Regions from separate parts of the Zea mays genome. Here regions 1 and 2 are each linked to region 3. Evidence: chromatin contacts called from public Hi-C data. All regions are on one chromosome and are shown on one strand. Each heading gives the region's core, a stretch centred on a gene start, on an enhancer-like site or on the middle of the called end of the contact. The rest is flanking DNA. Distances are from core to core; before and after follow the strand shown. Region 1 holds the start of LOC100384319 (DnaJ protein ERDJ2A). Region 2 has its middle 16 kb from the start of LOC100384319. Region 3 overlaps LOC100304405.

What was found. A called contact is a pair of places that touch in the nucleus more often than the background predicts.
Region 1: a Hi-C map of leaf shows a contact between it and region 3, with 6 times the contacts expected there. The contact joins the promoter of LOC100384319 here to the enhancer-like site in region 3. A contact is called at or near these places in 4 of 25 Hi-C or Micro-C datasets (ear, endosperm, leaf and 1 more).
Region 2: a contact with region 3 is called in a Hi-C map of endosperm, with 2.4 times the contacts expected there. The contact joins two enhancer-like sites. A contact is called at or near these places in 5 of 25 Hi-C or Micro-C datasets (ear, endosperm, leaf and 2 more).

What each region holds. Positions count from the first base shown.
Region 1 is chr2:84,267,004-84,270,052 of Zm-B73-REFERENCE-NAM-5.0, reverse strand. It overlaps LOC100384319 (DnaJ protein ERDJ2A), which reads left to right and starts at 1,482. Exons shown (of 10, transcript NM_001322052.1): 1 at 1,482-1,893; 2 at 2,023-2,118; 3 at 2,598-2,718; 4 at 2,826-2,932; 5 at 3,042-3,049. The coding sequence starts at 1,708.
Region 2 is chr2:84,250,696-84,254,003 of Zm-B73-REFERENCE-NAM-5.0, reverse strand. No RefSeq gene overlaps it. Among protein-coding and RNA genes, the nearest start is that of LOC100384319, 16 kb to the left of the region's middle. Within about 2 kb of position 1,458, at least 8 of the 20 cell types and tissues checked have an H3K27ac peak or open chromatin away from gene starts, as enhancers often do.
Region 3 is chr2:84,112,670-84,115,961 of Zm-B73-REFERENCE-NAM-5.0, reverse strand. LOC100304405 reads right to left here. Exons shown (of 20, transcript NM_001165841.1): 20 at 3,212-3,292. Among protein-coding and RNA genes, the nearest start is that of LOC100304405, 41 kb to the right of the region's middle. Within about 2 kb of position 1,526, at least 13 of the 20 cell types and tissues checked have an H3K27ac peak or open chromatin away from gene starts, as enhancers often do. A contact at or near this core is called in ear, leaf and tassel, where this site is marked.

The DNA of each region.
Region 1 (3,049 bases), core at 233-2,732, 150 kb before region 3:
GGGTCTGAGAGCCGCCGTCGTCATAGAGCACGCGGGGTGCCACCATTACTTGTTTACCGGGGCGAGCTAGATGGGACGCCGGTCTTGTTCCCCGTAGCCTGAGCTAGTTAGGGGTAGGGTAATGATGGCCCCTCCTGTGACGTGGTCGGTCCGAGCCCGAGGTCGGGCGAGGCGGAGGCTCCTCCGAGGTCGAGGTCGAGTCTGAGCCCTGAGGTCGGGCGAGGCGGAGACCGTCTTCCGAGGTCGAGGCTGAGTCCGAGTCCTAGGGTCGGGCGAGGCGGAGTCCGTCGTCCGAGGTCGAGGCTGAGTCCGTCGTCCGAGGTCGAGGCTGAGTCCGAGCCCTGGGGTCGGGCGAGGCGGAGTCCGTCGTCCGAGGTCGAGGTTGAGTCCGAACCCTGGGGTCGGGCGAGGCGGAGCTTCCTATGGCGCCCGAGGCTGGACTTGGCTGCTGTCAGCATCACTCTGTCGAGTGGCACAATAGTCGAAGCAGGGCAGGCGACGCTGTTTTCCTGTTAGTTCGGTCAGTGGAGCGGCGAAGTGACTGCGATCACTTCGGCTCTTTCGACTGAGGAGCGCGCGTCAGGATTAAATGCCCCTGCGATATGGTCGGTTGGCGTGGCGATTTAGCCAAGGTTGCTTCTCCGCGAAGCCTGGGCCTCGGGCGAGCCGAAGGTGCGTCCGTTGCTTGAGGGGACCCTCGGGCGAGACGTGAATCCTACTGGGTCGCCTGCCTTTGCCCGAGGCTGGGCTCGGGCGAGGCGGGATCGTGTCCCTTGAGTGGACGGAGCCTTGTCCTGAATCGCGCCTATCAGGCCTTTGCAGCTTTGTGCTGACGGGGGTTACCAGCTGAGATTAGGAGTTTTGGTGGTATCCCTAATTATGGTCCCCGACACGATGATTTCGAAATACCGATGTCGTTTCTGTTTTCGAAATTACCGTTTCCGATTTCGTTTCCGATAACAAAATATGAAAACAGTAACGGTATTAGGTAGTGTTTGGTTGAGGAGCCAAGTAGAACGGAGCCGTTCCATCCCTGATTTTAGGAACGGAGCCGCTCTGTTCTGTGTTTGGTAATCTGTAACGGAGCAGCTCTGTTTTTTGTTTGGTTGCAGAGTGAACGGAACGGAGCGTGACTGTGAGAGCGGGATGAGAACAGAGCGGCTCCGTTCGGTTGATTTTTTGGAGCGGAATGATTTCGGATCTGAGAAAAATATTCCCTAATTAGAGACATTCCGTTCTAATTACTTTATAACCGAACAACAACATAACTAGGACGGAATGACTCCGTTATACTTGGCTCTTCAACCAAACATTGCCTAGTGTTTTTCAATCGTTTCCTACCGTTTTGGTCCTTACACGAGAGAGAGAGAGAGAGAGAGAGAGAGAGAGAGAGAGAGAGAGAGAGAGAGAGAGAGAGGCCACTGCATCCCCGCTTTGTCTCCAAACCGACTCTGCGGTGCCGATTCCGTGTCGTGGTACCACTACCGCCTACAGGCTACAGCCCACCGCGGCACCGCTGAAGACACCCCAAAACCTATCCCAATCGGCCGCGCCTCCGTCCGTGGCTCCGCCTGCCGGCGACCCCTCAGATCCGCGCGCCCCGTACCACCTCCCGCCGCCTCACTGCCAGATCCGGCCCTGGCTCCGCAAAATCCTGCGACATCGCAGACGAGCCGGGCGGGAGAGCGGAGGTAGGTCACAGCAGCCATGGCGGCCGCAGAGGAGAACAGCTCGCTGTTCCTGATTTTTATACTCACCATGATCGCGCTGCCCCTCGTGCCCTACACGATCCTGCGCTTGTGTCGCGCTGCCTCCGAGAAGGCGAAGACCATCCACTGCCGCTGCTCGGGTTGCCACCGCTCCGGCAAGTACCGCAAGTCGATCTACAAGAGGGTGCGGACGGCGCGTTCTTGTTCTTGTTTTTTCTTAAACTTCTTCTGTTCGGCTACTTTTGGTTTCTGTTTTGGGGTGTTGCTTGATTTGCTGTTCTGACTAATAAGTTCTGCTTCCCTTATTTCACAGATATCCAACTTCTCCACGTGCAGTAACCTAACCATCCTTCTGCTCTGGATTGTTATGATATTCCTGGTTTACTACATAAAGCTTGTTAGCCGTGAGGTATGTGAACTTTGGGCTACTTAAGAATTTGATGCTATCAGATAGAGCAATTCTTTCTGCGATACAAGTATACTTATCAAGTTAACATAACTCAGATCTGCTTCTGTTTTTCTCGGCAGTTGGAAGTGCTCTGTCCTAGTGCTTAACTGCTTATACTTTCCACTGTCCTCATTTGCCTTTTTTTTTCCTTACTAGTGGAAACTCATTTGGTTGTCATTTGTACGTGATTTGTGATTTGTCTAAACTATAGTCTGATTCTTACTTAATTCCAGATAGAGTTATGTGTTTCCTAGCATAGATATTTGTGACTTCAGGGTTGGACATGTCCCTGCCTCTTTATATCGAACATGCCCATTATGTAACCATCTTTATACTGATATTACGTAAACATTCAGTGAAATGAAGATATTATACATGCAAGTCTATAACATGATATAATTACAGTATTTGTTATATGATTTCGCTTTGAATTTTCTTAGGTCCAAGTTTTTGAGCCTTTCAGTATTCTTGGACTGGAAGCTGGGGCATCTGAATCTGATATCAAGAAATCATATAGGAGACTTTCTATTCAGTACCATCCTGATAAAAATCCTGATCCAGGTACCTCATTTGTAACACTATAATAAATTATTAATGTTGCTCAATGAAGAAAAAATATATCTTACCTGGTGAACTCTTCTTACGCCTTTTCTCCCACACATACCCAGAGGCTCATAAATACTTCATTGAATATATATCCAAGGCATATCAAGCATTAACTGATCCTATATCTCGTGAGAATTATGAGAAATATGGTCACCCTGATGGGCGGCAGGTAATATTAGCATCATTAGATCCTAATGTCTCAATCAGAGCTAAATTTTGCAACACATGTTCCATGAACTGCTAAAGCTAACGGGTAATACATCTTGTTTATGATTCAGGGGCTGCA
Region 2 (3,308 bases), core at 209-2,708, 140 kb before region 3:
GTTTGATCAAAAGACAAGTTCTAAACATAATAATTTTTGAAATTCACAAGTGGCGGTTGATCTAGTTGCTTTGGCCTTAATTTCTCCCCCTTTGGCATTAAGCACCAAAACAGAGGAACTAGTGGCCTAAAAACCTCATTGCCTCACCAAAAAATCGCAAATGAAGAGCAATAAGGCAATGAACACCAAGGGCAACTTGAACATGATACAATGATACAATTATGCAGTGGAAGCCTGTTTCTTTGGCCAAGTTCATCATTTCCCTTGCATCACCTTTTAGACTACACCAAAATCACTTAAGAAAACTCATTAGTCTCAAAGAGTCCAGTTGTAGCATATCCTCCCTCTAAACATGTGCATCATTTGCACAAGGACTTGTGACATCCGGGGATGATGTTTTACAACTTGAACACCAAAATACATAATTAAACTCAAAATGTCATGATAAAAAACATAGTGAAGGAAACGGTGACACCTAGGGGGGGGGGGTGAATTAGGACTTCTAAAAACTATCTCTAAACTAGGCCACAATTAAATCCCTAGAACAAAACTTTTGCAAATAAACAATCTAGAATGTGCAAACTAGGTTTTGTCTAAGTGTTGCTATCTCTATCGCAAAGCCTAAATTTCAATACTATATATTCTAACTAGAAAGGAGAGATCGAAACTTAAGTACTTAATGTAAATGCAGAAGGTAAAGAGATAGTAGAGATGCAAACTCTTATGGATGACGCTGGTATTTTTACCGAGGTATCCGGAACTATGCAAGGTCCCAACTAATCTTCGTTAGTGCCCCTACGCAAAGGGATCCCAAACCTCCTAAAGTATGTGCAACTGGATAGTAGTGATGCATGTGTGCCCCCATTAGAATCCAGCTGAGAAGAAGCTTCTTTAGTAGGAAAGAGGTCCCAAACCTCCTAAAGAACGTGCAACTGGATAGTAGTGATGCATGTGTGCCCCTGTTGCCAATTCTTAGTACAACGTTCACACAATCCTTTTGCTCGACGAAAGGCCCGAAGGGATGCCAATGTTTCTTCAGCATTTTGGCCTTGGACCGATGGACGTCGATCCGCTTGTGCCAGAACATGAACATGAGACTCGGACATAGGCTTCCCCCACGATCCTCTGTCTCCCTTGTGAAATTCGTCTCGCATTCCCGGAGCAATGACCTTCTCCTGCAAAAGCGCCAAGGAACCAGCAGTATCCATGTCCATAGGTCGTTGCATCAAGACAACAACACGAATATCATCACGCAGGCCATCCACAAAACGAGTTGCGTAATATAAGGGATCAACAACTGAATCATACACCGACAATTGATCCACAAGGGACGAAAAATGTTCAATGTACTCTAACACGCTAGCCAATTGTCTAATGCAAAACAGCTGACACAACAAGAGATGATATTGATCTTTACCAAAACGCTCGTGCACAAGCTTACAAAATAGGGGCTAGGACAGACTTGAGTTGTGGAACACAACAAACTAAAACCAACATGACACCATAGGTGACAGATGCATGGAATAATTCTTCACCAACGACTCTGGATCCACCTGATACATATCAAAATAAGTCTCAAAACGTGAAATCCACAACCGAGGGTGGTGGCCATCAAATAGTGGAAATGGTAGTTTAAGCATTTTTCCCGTGGATTGCCCAACATAATCTCCCCAGCGAGCGCGTGTCGAACATGTATCAAACAATGGCCCATGATAACGTGGCCATCAAATAGTAGGGAAGCGTACCCTTGACCAGGTCAGGAAGGTAGGTCGTAACTGACCCAAACACCTGACCCCGGTGACTGAATTCTTCACGGTGCCCAATAGGGCCGTTGGTGTGTAATCTGGCAGGTAGGCGCGCGGGCATCGACTCCGGTCTGGCAAGGAGTCCAAGATCTAGCGCTGAACTCTCAAAGTTCGACCGATCCTAGAGCTTGTTCAGCTTCCGCAGCTCCAGCTTGATATCATCTATGGAGGACTCCACCGCTGACCGCCGGGATTCTAGATCGGAGCGAGTCGATTACAGAGCCGACATACGCTGATCCTTGGCTTAGGTGAAATCGCCAAATCACTTCTCCCACTTCAGATCCATGGCAGAGAATCGCTTGTCCATCTCGTCGAGAAGGACTTTCATGGTAGCCTCCATCATCCCTTGGTGATGCTGGTAATGAGTGAAGTACTCGTGAACGGGCGATTGATCCAGCGCTGCTAGAAGTTCCCAAAACCGACGAATTTGATACCAATCGTTATGATTCACCAGGTGTAATACCTGAAACCTATTTTGAGATTTATAAAAGTTTCTTCAAAATATTTAAGATAAAATGTCTACTACTAATAATTTCTTTCTTATATAAAGTATATCTCTCTAAATTAAATAAACAATAACAAGTAAGAATTTGGTATTCACAACATAGATTCAAAACTTAAAACTAAAAGTTGGAGCAACAAATAAAAGAAAGTCTTTCAATCCATTTATTATTCCCTTTTAAATAAAATACTGTTTAAAAACATTTGGAATAAAGTAATTCATGGTAAAAATCATATACTGACTTCTCCTCTAGTAAATAAGTAATTAGTATTGATTTTTGAATATATATCTCTGATAGGGCTACACAGTCAAAATCACGTTTTCTTAAAAGGAATCATGTATGTGCATTTTATATTTAAAAGTATTTGTTGGGTCTCTTGTTTTGTTGGATTTATATATTAAATGCTAGCTCATATTTGAGTTGATTTGAAATTTGAAAACCAAAATAGAAAAGAAAAGAAAAAGGGAAATAAAAAGAAAAAAGAAGACACTCGCCTGCTCGTCCGAGTAAAACCAGCCCATTACAGGCTTGTTCGGTTACACCAATCCAGAGTGGGATTGGAGGAGTTTAAATTCCAGCCTAGTCATTTTTGACTAGGAGGGGATTTAATCCCCTCCAATCCCCCTCTAGATTGGTGTAACTGAACGTGCCCTACGTGTTTTCTCAACCACCATGCGTCCCACCATCCTTGCCGAGCGGGTGCTGGCTGGCCACACGCTCTATTGTCGCTGAGCCATGGCCCCCGGCTCCAGCCCGAGTCCCATCCGTCCATCACTCGCGCCAACACCTATGCCCGTGCGACCAGCCTCACCATCGCGTCGCCCACGTGCTCTACCAGGGATTATTGGCTGTCATGTGGACCCGCCTTGCCAGGATTACCTTCTCCGTGAGTTTGTTCAAACGAACCTCTGATCACGCTAGGAATCCGGATAGGGACCCGATCTATGGCCGAGCTCCTCCCCTGGAGATATATAGCCCTGATGACCACCTTTGCCCATCC
Region 3 (3,292 bases), core at 277-2,776:
CGGTCTTTGTGACCACCTCAACGGGGAGTAGGTTTGCGAGAACCGAACCTCGGTAAAACAAATCATCGTGTCTCACTCTTTATTTGCCCGCGATTTGTTTTCCACCCTCTCTCTCGGACTCGTCCATATTTCTAACGCTAACTCGGCTTGTAGTTGTGCTTAAGTTTATAAATTTCAGATTCGCCCTATTCACCCCCCCCCCCCTCTAGGCGAATTTCAGGGAGATAGATAGAGATTTGTCAGCACCTGCACCGCCGCGCTTGGGGCCAAACCTGCACTGAGGCATGGAGCAGTGGAGGTCGAACTGCTGGAGGGGATGGCCAAATGGAGAATGCCAAAGCAGGACTCCAGGAGCATGGTGAGCGTGGGCGAGTCTCTTATAGTCTTGCCTCCTAGTCCTGGTGATGACGACTGTATGTGGAAGCCGGGAGTACGAGTGAGACCCAAGAGTTAAATTTTGTGCTCGAACCCAAACCCGATGGGTCAGATATCTGACGGATATCCGAACCCGCGGGTAAAATTGTCATCCCTACGAGGGATTCATATGTTCCCTTTTGCCTGAAACCGTAGTGGGTTTTGTCAAACTAGTGGAACTTTAGAAAAGTCTCATAGTGATATCCTGTCTCGCCTTCTCGGTAGAGGTGTATCGGATTCATGACCCGTGGCAGATGGGTATCATGGCTTGTGGGTAAAGATGCACAACCTCTGCAGAGTGTAAAACTGGTATACCAGTCGTGCTCACGGTTAAGAGTGGCTCGAACCCTCACATCATTAATTTATGTAATTAAATTTAATCTGTCATGGATTTCATTGTGGGATTTATTATTCATTATAATCAATTATTTAATTGGGATAATATTTACTTATACTTAGTAATTGTTAATAAAATTTTGACCAACTTATTTAAAAGTAATGCTTAGCCTTAACTATTTTTCTTGGTAATACACATGAGCCCCCACTGTAAGTGAGCTCATACACACTTTTCCCCACACTTGTTGAGCGATGATCGTATGAGAGCTCACTCTTGCTATAATCACATCATGTCAAGAACAGGTACTGCCGGAGGAGCATGGAAGATGTTGTGATGAGGTCGGCGAGAGATCTAGTTCGTCGTCTCCTAGTCAACTATGGTTGTAGAGGATCGTTGTCATTATACAATGTATTTTGCTCAGGTATCTTTGTACGAAATTCTATTATATAATAAAGATCTGATATTGATTTATGTAACATGAGTCATCATATGTGTCAGATTTAATCTTAACACATATTTAAGATGCATCTGAATTTTCTCTTAAATCCATGTGTGACACCACGATAGTGTAGCAGTAACAAGAAGGCAACAGGTAGAGGAGGTAGAGGAAGACGCGAGGAGGAAGTAGAACACTATCAGATTATTACAAAAATGTTCCTAGCTTTCTCCACCCTCCTGTCCACGCATATAACAGGCTTCAGATAGTCCACTACAACCCGATGACGCGTGGGTTCGGCCTTCGTGCGCGAACGTCCGTCCTCGGCCCATTACCATTGTCAACCTCCGGCCCATCACTTGGTAATGATTGGCTCGTCTCCTGTAGACCACCTAGCACCTCCTCCTGATCACCTGATGCTGCATCCGGTACTGAAGAAGGCCTGCTGGTGACATTGACACCAAGCTACAGCTTAGTTCGGCTTACCACCTTCAAAACAATGGACACACGGAGCGTGTCAATCAATGCCTTGAGATGTTTTTACGGTGTTCAGTGCATGCTACCCCGAAAAAGTGGGTCAAGTGACTTTCTTTGGCGGAATTCTGGTATAAGACCACCTCTAACAGATTACTCATAGCTTATTAAAAACACTATTTTTGCACTGTTTCTGCACTGTAGAGTGCAATGTTCGTAGAGTGAAGTTTAAATATGGGTATGAGATAGGTAAACTACTCAAGATAGTCTAATGCTACCTTTCACTCCTCCCTGCAATGCAGTCCTTCAAAGCTTTGTATGGCCATGATGCGTCTTACGATGTGGTGCCTCCACAGCTTCAGTCTGGTCACACAGATGTGCAATCTTTACTTCAGGAACGCCAGGTGTTCACTGACATTCTCAAGTCTCAATTGGCTCGCGTTCAACTGAAAATGAAACAATATGCCGATGCCAACCAGACATAGTGTTCTTTTCAAGTGGGCGAACGTGTCTTGCTCAAACTTCAGCCTTATGTGCAGTCTTTAGTGGTGGTTCCTAGTGGCCCCAAATTGTCATACAAATATTTCTGGAGCGTATTGGCTCTTTTGCTTACAGTTGCCTAATGGCTCTCAAGTTCACCACGCCTTCCACGTTTCCCGGCTTAAGGGCTTTACTCCGGATTTTACTCCTATATTTTCTTCACCTATGATTCCTTCGCTCGACATCAGTGCTGCTCAGCCAGAAGCTACTCTGGATCATCGCTTGTCTAAGCGTGGTAACACCACGGTTGTTCAGGTGTTGATCAAATGGAGTTCTTTGCCACTTGACGCTACAACTTGGAAGATTACTACGTTATGAAAAGTCACTATCCATCGACACCAGTTTAGTTCTCAAGGAGGGGACAGTGTCACGACCTCCACGTCTAGTAATACAGGTGAAGCGTCCACTGACAACGACACCAGTTTAGTTCTCAAGGACCTCCACGTCTAATAATACAGGTGAAGCGTCCACTGACAACGGGCTGGGCACGGCAGCGGGCCTGAAACGTTGAAGAGTTAGATGTACAAAGAGTGATGGAAGAAGACGACTACAGTTTCTATAGTGTTTGGATAAGTCACGTGAGGACGAGACAAAACCGAAGTAATTTTTGGTAGCGGTGTAATCCCAAAAAATCGAGAGGTTGTTTCACCCCACCTCATACTACTTTGACTTTAAACCAAACATATCCTAAGTGAACATATAAATAGAGCGAGAACACCAGGGCTGGGTTTAGTCAGTATTTTGCAGTTCTGTTCTTTCCCCCTCTCCCAAGTTACTCTCCTCTTCATGTAATCTTCCAGACACAGAAATTGAATGAAAGAATAACACATCGTTCACCCCATCGTCTGTATGAGCGACCTCGATAGGACCTCGTAGACACTACAGATCCATGGCTTGCAGTAACATAACCTTTCAAACCAACCATGGCCAACTGGTAGTACAAGTATTCCCGAAGCCCAAAGCAGCAGCAACCAGAGCACAGAAACCGACAAGTAATCAAGAGATGACGTAACAGGATAAAAAGATAATTACGCAAGTTATTTCTTGTAGGGTAACTGCTAACTGCAGATAAAGCATAACGTGTTCTTCAG